Linked DNA regions of Sus scrofa: region 1 is linked to region 2. Evidence: chromatin contacts called from public Hi-C data. All regions are on one chromosome and are shown on one strand. Each heading gives the region's core, a stretch centred on a gene start, on an enhancer-like site or on the middle of the called end of the contact. The rest is flanking DNA. Distances are from core to core; before and after follow the strand shown. Region 1 overlaps MTHFD1L (monofunctional C1-tetrahydrofolate synthase, mitochondrial). Region 2 overlaps AKAP12 (A-kinase anchor protein 12).

Region 1 (3,406 bases), core at 775-3,274, 380 kb before region 2:
CTTGGTGCTCCGTGTGGAAGTGGAAAGGCCGGTGGGTCCGTCGCATCATAAGGAGATAATGACATAGTGGGACCCGGCGTTCCTCATTGCACAGCTTCCAGTGCACGTCTGCGGGGAAGCAGAGGGGGGCTCTGGCTGAGAGGCCTGCCCATCGAAAGTGGAGGCTGAGGGAACCAAGCCAAAGTGAAACCAAGAGCTGGTGTCCCTGAGAGAGAGGGTGCCCTGCTTGGGCCAGTCCAGGCTCGTCCCCTGGTCCTCACCTCCGTAAGGGGACCACTTTCTTCCCTGACACCTGTTACCCAGAAGCCACTCCACCATCCGTCTTGTCGGCTCCTTCCAGGGGTGGTATTCTTTCGTACAATTTTGGGGAACAGTTAACATTGAGTTGTTTAAATAGAATTGGTTCCCTTCTCTATCAACCGGCCTAAATCTAAAAATAGCATATCTATTTTACTTTTTTCAATTTTAAGTTTTACCTTTAATATGAAGAAGATTTACAGTTGTTTTGATTTTAAATAAAATATTTAGTTACTCAAATATCTTAGAAAAATAGAAACCCCCAATTAAAACCTTAGTATTTTGTATAAATTCAAACTGCTCTGTGTGTGAATATATACACACACATAAGCGTATCTATTTTTAAATTATCTTTTTGTGTTTTGTTTTGTTTTGTTTTGTTTGTTTGTTCTTTGTCTTTTTGAAGCCTGCACCCGCAGCATATGGAGGTTCCCTGGCTAGGAGGTCTAATCGGAAGTGTAGCCTCCGGCCTACACCACAGCCACAGCAATGTGTGATCCGAGCCACATCTGCGACCTACACCCCAGCTCACAGCAACGCCAGATCCTTAACCCACTGAGCAAGGCCAGGGATCGAACCCACAACCTCATGGTTCCTAGTCAGATTGGTTTCCACTGTGCCACGACGGGAACTCCATCTTTCTTTCTTTCTTTTTTTTTTGTCTTTTCTAGGGCCACACTCGTGGCATATGGATGTTCCCAGGCTAGGGGTCTAATCGGAGCTGTAGCCACTGTCCTACGCCAAGGTCCATCTTTTTGTTTTTATGGCCATACTCATGCCATCGGTATGTGGCAACTCTGGATTGATTCTTTTAACTCACTGCGTGAGGCAGGAGCTGAAACCCTCACCTCTGCAGCCAGCCAAGCTGCTGTAGTCTCATTCTTAGCCCACTGTGCCCCAGCAGGAATTCCTAACGATAGACTGTGGATACTGTTATTCATAAAATCTCCATGCAGCCTGAACATGAAGACTTGAGATTTGCCTTTTAATTATTTATTTATTTATTTATTTATTTATTTATTTAGGGCCACACCTGCTGTATATGGAGGTTCCCAGGCTAGGGGTTGAATCAGAGCTACAGCTGCTGGCCTACATGCAGATCCGAGCTGCATCTAAGACCTACACCACAGCTCCCGGCAACACCGGATCCTTCACCCACTGAATGAGGCTAGGAGTCGAACCTTCGTCCTCATGGATACTGGTCAGATTTGTTTCCGCTGAGCCGCCCTGGGAACTCCGAGATTTGCCTTTTTAGAAGTATGACAGAAATCAGAATAGAGGACTGTATTTGATAGCTTTATAGTTTATGCCACTCTCAGTGTATCATTGAAAATGAGGAGTAGCCTTGCTGCTTTGCTTGGGAGCACCACGCCTAGGCTTTGAGATGCATCCTGCAGGTACATGGGGGGAGGGGACGAGTGTCTGGGCGTTGGTCCAGATTAACCACCTGCTCTGGAGCATCAGCTGTCCGTAAGCCGCAGGACTGGGTGTGATGTTTTTGGGTAGAGCTAAAGAATCAGCCTCCTTCTTCCCCCCAAACGCCAGCCCCTCCTTCAGCTGCCCTGGCCCCTGGAGTGGAGTGACAGCCCTGTGTGGGAGGGGCTCGGCTCGCCAGCTGCCCCGTGGGAATTGACCTAGATGTGGAGATGTCGTCTTCCTCACCCCAGTGAGTTCACTCTGGTGCCAAAAGCAAATGTTCTGCATTTAGCATTTACGAGGCGGAGTGGTGCCCTCTCCAGGGAAGAGAGGTTGACAGGCACCTCACGGCTGCGCTCAAGCCCCCGCGCCCGCTCCGCTGGCTGCAAAGTCTCTTCTGAATCTGCAGTTGGATGCAGCTGGGAGATGATGGCAAAACAGCCTCCAGCTGCGACAAATCGGGTCGGTCCCAGCTGCGTGTGTAAGAAATAACCCAGAAATAATGAAGACCGTTGTATGTTGTTTTTCTCAGAGGGTCTTGTTTCTCCTTCTGAGCACAGAGATGGTCAAAACGAGTAAGAATATAGGTCTTTCACACTTGAAGCATCAAAGGAGTCCTTTTTCATTTTTGAGCAAACTTATCACAGAGTTATTTCCAGTTTAAATCCAGTGCATAGTATGGCTTATACAAGGCTTCAAAACATGTATTGGGGAGTTCCATGGTGGCCTATTGGTTAAGGCTTTGGCGTCGTCACTGTTGTGGTTCAATCCCTGCCAGGAATGTCTGCCCGCCGAGGGCATGACCAATAAAAACAAAAAGTAAATTGGACAATTCTAAATATATGTATAATATGTATGAGATCCTGAAAAAATCATCTATTTTGCAAAGATTGGAGGGATATCCTAGCCTTTAAACTGGACTATGTTAGTAACTTACATGGATTTTTTTTTTTTTTTTTTTTGGTCTTTTTGTCTTTTAGGGCTGCACTGGCGGCATATGGAAGTTCCCAGCCTAGGGGTTGAATCAGAGCTGTTGCCACCAGCCTGTGCCACAACAACTCAGGATCTGAGCCATGTCTGCAACCTACACGGCAGCTCACAGCAACTCCAGATCCTTAACCCACTGAGCAGGGCCAGGGATCGAACCCATGTCCTCATGGATGCTCGTTGGGTTCATTAACCACTGAGGCACAATGGGAACTCCTATAATTTCTTTTTTTTTTTTAATGGCTACACTTGCAGCATATGGAAGTTCCCAGGCCAAAGATTGACTCCAACCTGCAGCTGGGACCTATACTGCAGTTGCTGTAGTTGGAATCTTAACCCACTGTGCTGCGGTGGGAACACCTGTATTTATAATTTCCATGATTTTTTCTTTTATTTATTTTCTATAGTTTATTCTTTTTTGTTGTTGTTGTTGCTGTTCTTTTATTTTTCTTTTAAATCCAATAGGGAATTAAAAATGCAGTTAACAAACCAAAAATACCAGAATACTGGCTTTTCTGGAGATCTTTATTTCTTTATATAGCTTGTGGTTACTGACTAGTGTATCTTTTCTCTTCAACCAGAAGGACTCCCTTTTTGCATTTTTTGTAGGACAGGTCTAGTGGTAACAAATTTCTCACTTTGGTTAATATTCAAATATATTAATTCCTCCCCCTTTTTTTGAAGTACAGTTTTTCTGGATCTAGAA
Region 2 (3,601 bases), core at 550-3,049:
TATTATCGTGTAATCTCGAAGTATTTGGAAGAGTGAGAAAAGAAAGCCGATCTTGCAGCTTTTGGACCCACAAGTGGTTGTTGAGTTTTGTGGAGCTTGCGGGCAGGCTGTCTGCATGGGGAGCAGGATCCAGGACAGGACCTTGAACCTTTTGGGATCATGGATCCTTGGAGAGTGGGGAGGTGGGGGACTGTATTTTCACAAGGAAAATGTATATTCGCCCATACACATGACAGATCTCTTATGATTGATATTATAAATTGGGATTAACTGGACATTTATCTGCAGATAACATAGTTTAGTAGATAACTTCTACGTGGAAAAAGCTTTGACAGGTCTCTGCCAAAGTAGGATTTCTATCCATGAAATGTCCAAGTTTTGGTTCTTTTGACATCACGAAAGATATAACTATTCATTTGTTCTCGCATGTATTTGATTTCATTAATATTCTGTAGTGTTTTTTTTTTGTTTGTTTTGTTTTGTTTTAGCCTGGAAAGGGCTTGTTAAGCTGTTTAATATATTCAGCAACTCAGATTATTCCTGTTAAAGATAAAAGTTTTCCTGTAATATCGTAACTGAGGATAGTTTGCTTTTAAAAATGAAATTACAGTGACAGAAAGTATGTACTGCCAGCTGTTGCTTTTCTTCTCTGTTTCACTCTCCATACTTTTTCTTTACGGAGACTTTTCATTTGTCTTAAAAAAAAAAAAAACCATAAAGACCAATAAAATGCTTACTCAGGGCCTTTGCTGTGAGGAGACAACTTCAGAAGCTGCACTGTCACTTCATCCTTTATCCTTCCTGCATCTCTGAAGCTACACGTTCACCCTTAAAGACCTTCCTTCTAGAGCACGTGCAGAAAAATTAAGGGCGTGAAAGCACTTTCCATGTCATCTTTAAATCTTTTTTTTTAATTTTCCAAGTAATGTTTCCAACAGATAGACCCTCTCTCCAAAAGCAAATGATTAGAATATTCTCCCAGAAAGAGGGAAGAGAGGAGTTCCCGACCTGGCTCAGTGGAAACGAATCTGACTAGCATCCACGAAGACGCAGGTTCGATCCCTGGCCTCGCTCAGTGGGTTAAGGATCCAGCATTACCGTGAGCTGTGGTGTAGGTCGAAGATGCGCCTCGGATCTGATGTTGCTGTGGCTCTGGTGTAGGCCAGTGGCTACAGCTTCAATTCAGGCCCTAGCCTGGGAACCTCCATATGCTGAGGGTGCAGCCCTAAAAGGACAAAAAAAGGGGGGGGGGAGAAATATTTGGTTTCTATGCTGAGGTTTATTTTTACTTATTTATTTATGCTTTTTTTTTTTTTTTTTTTTTTTAAGGGCTGTACCCGAGGCATATGGAAGTTCCTAGGGTAGGGGTCCATTCAGAGCTATAGCTGCCAGACTACACCACAGCCACAGCAATGCGGGATCCATCCGCGTCTGCCACCTACACCACAGCTCATGGCAACGCTGGAATCTTAACTCACAGAGGAAGCCCAGGGATGGAACCCGCATCCTCATGGATGATAGATTCGTTTGCGCTGTGCCACAGTGGTAACTCCAATGCTGAAATTTATTTATGAAGCAAGGCTTGCATGATGTTGCTTCCAGTCCTGGTTGTGAGTAGAAAACATGTTGACACAAAGCAAGGACCAGGTAAGACCGGGTTTGGGGAGCTGCTGATGGGTATGAGGACCGTTGTGTTGTAGTCTTTTCTCGCCCTTTGAAGTGTCCGTGGGGTGGGGAGAGGACCAGCGACAAGCAGGACTGCATCAGGATGAACGTATCTGCCGGTCCTGCCTCCTAGAGCCTTTCCCAGCCGACACCGTGACCGACTCCCTTTCCCAGCCTTTTGGCCAACTTTGATGCCTGGTGAGAGTGTGGAGTTTCTAGCTGAACAATTTTCTAGCCTCAGTGACTGTGAGTACCACGCTTGGACTTTACGTATGAGAGATTTGGGGGATGAACAGCAGCCTTCTGCAAAATGGCTGGATAATTCAGAGCCTCGCATGAGTGACCATCATACACTGTGTCAGAAAGGCCCACCCTAAAACCAGTTATTTTGCGGAAGGACTTTCTGGGAAGCAAGAAAGTGTATCTCCCAATCAGTGATGCTTAAATGAGAAAGCTTTTTGACGTGCCTCTTCCCATCGCTTGGGAAGGCATGTGCAAATTCCCGGGCCAGGGATCGAACCCAAGCCATGGCAGTGACAATACCAATTCCTTAATCTGCTGAGCCACTGGGGAACTCCTCCTCTTCCAATCTAATTGGACAAATCGGAGGCAGAAAATAACTCCAGAAGGAACTGATGTGTCAGACTCGAGCAGAGGAGGTTCTGAAGTCATGTAAAAGTGAAAGTCTTAGCGACCGCTGGTAATTGTGGGTTGTGACTGGATTGTGTCCTGCCAAGTCCAAACAGGCAAACACTGGACTGTCTTTCTGGGAAGGCCTCTCCACCATTGTCATCTGCCTCCTGGCACCAGCTGCCATGGTCCCTCTTCTCTGCCACCCCTTGTCTTTTGGCTGTTCTTCTATGCATTTAACAGCCACCTTCTTTGCTCACCAAGCCAAGATCTTTCAACTCCCTCGGAACCTGCATACAGACAGCACACAGAAGCACCTTTGAAAAGCGCTCTGCTAACCGGTAACTGGAACATGCGTGGGAAGGATCCTGGTCTGAGCTGAGAGGTTCTGCCTTCAGCCAGAACCTGGGAAACACGGGGGTGATTTTGCTGTGCTGTGTACAGTTGGGATGGGACAGCAGGGCGGGTGAGAAAGGGAGTCCCATCCAGAAAGAAGGGCTTGACCACATTTGACTTTAGCTTGGTCCAAAATGGGGCAAAAAGATCTAATTTTTATATGGGGCGCAAACAAAAAGAGAACAGATAGGAAGCTATCTCAAAATGCCCATTTTCCTCTTGAACCGTTTATGTTGGGAGTCAGAGAGGTAAAAACAGGTGCCACATGGCATTCGACCTCATGGATTTTGAAAGAGCATCTCAACTTTACATATTAATGGGTTTCTGCAGCATCTTGTGCTCTGGAAGGTCTAGGAAAGTCTGGAGGCTTCCAGTTCTGGAGAGCTGAAGGCTGCTCAATACTGCCCTCTTCTGATCAAAAACTCCTCCCCAGATTTGGACAATGATTTTATACACGTGCATGTGAGCATGAAAAATTGGACCCGGAGTTCTCTAGCAGTTAAGGATCCTGCATTTTCACCTCTGTGGCTTGAGTCAGTGCTGTGGCAAGGCTTTGATTCCTGGCCTGGTAACTTCTTCATACCACAGGCACCACCAAAACAGGGAAAATTTTGGACCAACAATAGTAGTCTAAAAACAAGGTGACAGAAAACTAAATTATGCAGCCACTATGTCATAGTTTTTGTTTTGTTTGTTTTAGGACCACACCAGTGGCACATGGAGGTTCCCAGGCTAGGGTTCAAATCGGAGCTGCAGCCACCAGCCTACACCAAGGCAATGCTGGATCCTTAACCCACTGAGCAAGGCCAGGGATTGAACCTATGTCCTCATGGATACTAGGCAGGTTCGTTTCCTCTGAGCCACGATGGGAACTCCCACTTTCTCATAGTTTTGAATAGCAAATAATTTA

What was found. A called contact is a pair of places that touch in the nucleus more often than the background predicts.
Region 1: a contact with region 2 is called in a Hi-C map of omental adipose tissue, with 2.0 times the contacts expected there. The contact joins two enhancer-like sites. A contact is called at or near these places in 1 of 5 promoter capture datasets (liver), 21 of 47 Hi-C or Micro-C datasets (adipose tissue, alveolar macrophages, brain and 12 more) and 1 of 2 datasets of contacts at active chromatin or transcription factors (skeletal muscle).

What each region holds. Positions count from the first base shown.
Region 1 is chr1:15,300,554-15,303,959 of Sscrofa11.1, reverse strand. All of the region lies in intron 7 of MTHFD1L (monofunctional C1-tetrahydrofolate synthase, mitochondrial), which reads left to right. Among named protein-coding and RNA genes, the nearest start is that of MTHFD1L, 28 kb to the left of the region's middle. Within about 2 kb of position 2,024, at least 6 of the 83 cell types and tissues checked have an H3K27ac peak or open chromatin away from gene starts, as enhancers often do. A contact at or near this core is called in omental adipose tissue, where this site is marked.
Region 2 is chr1:14,923,014-14,926,614 of Sscrofa11.1, reverse strand. The region is part of intron 2 of AKAP12 (A-kinase anchor protein 12); the gene reads left to right. Among named protein-coding and RNA genes, the nearest start is that of ZBTB2, 66 kb to the right of the region's middle. Within about 2 kb of position 1,799, at least 12 of the 83 cell types and tissues checked have an H3K27ac peak or open chromatin away from gene starts, as enhancers often do. A contact at or near this core is called in omental adipose tissue, where this site is marked.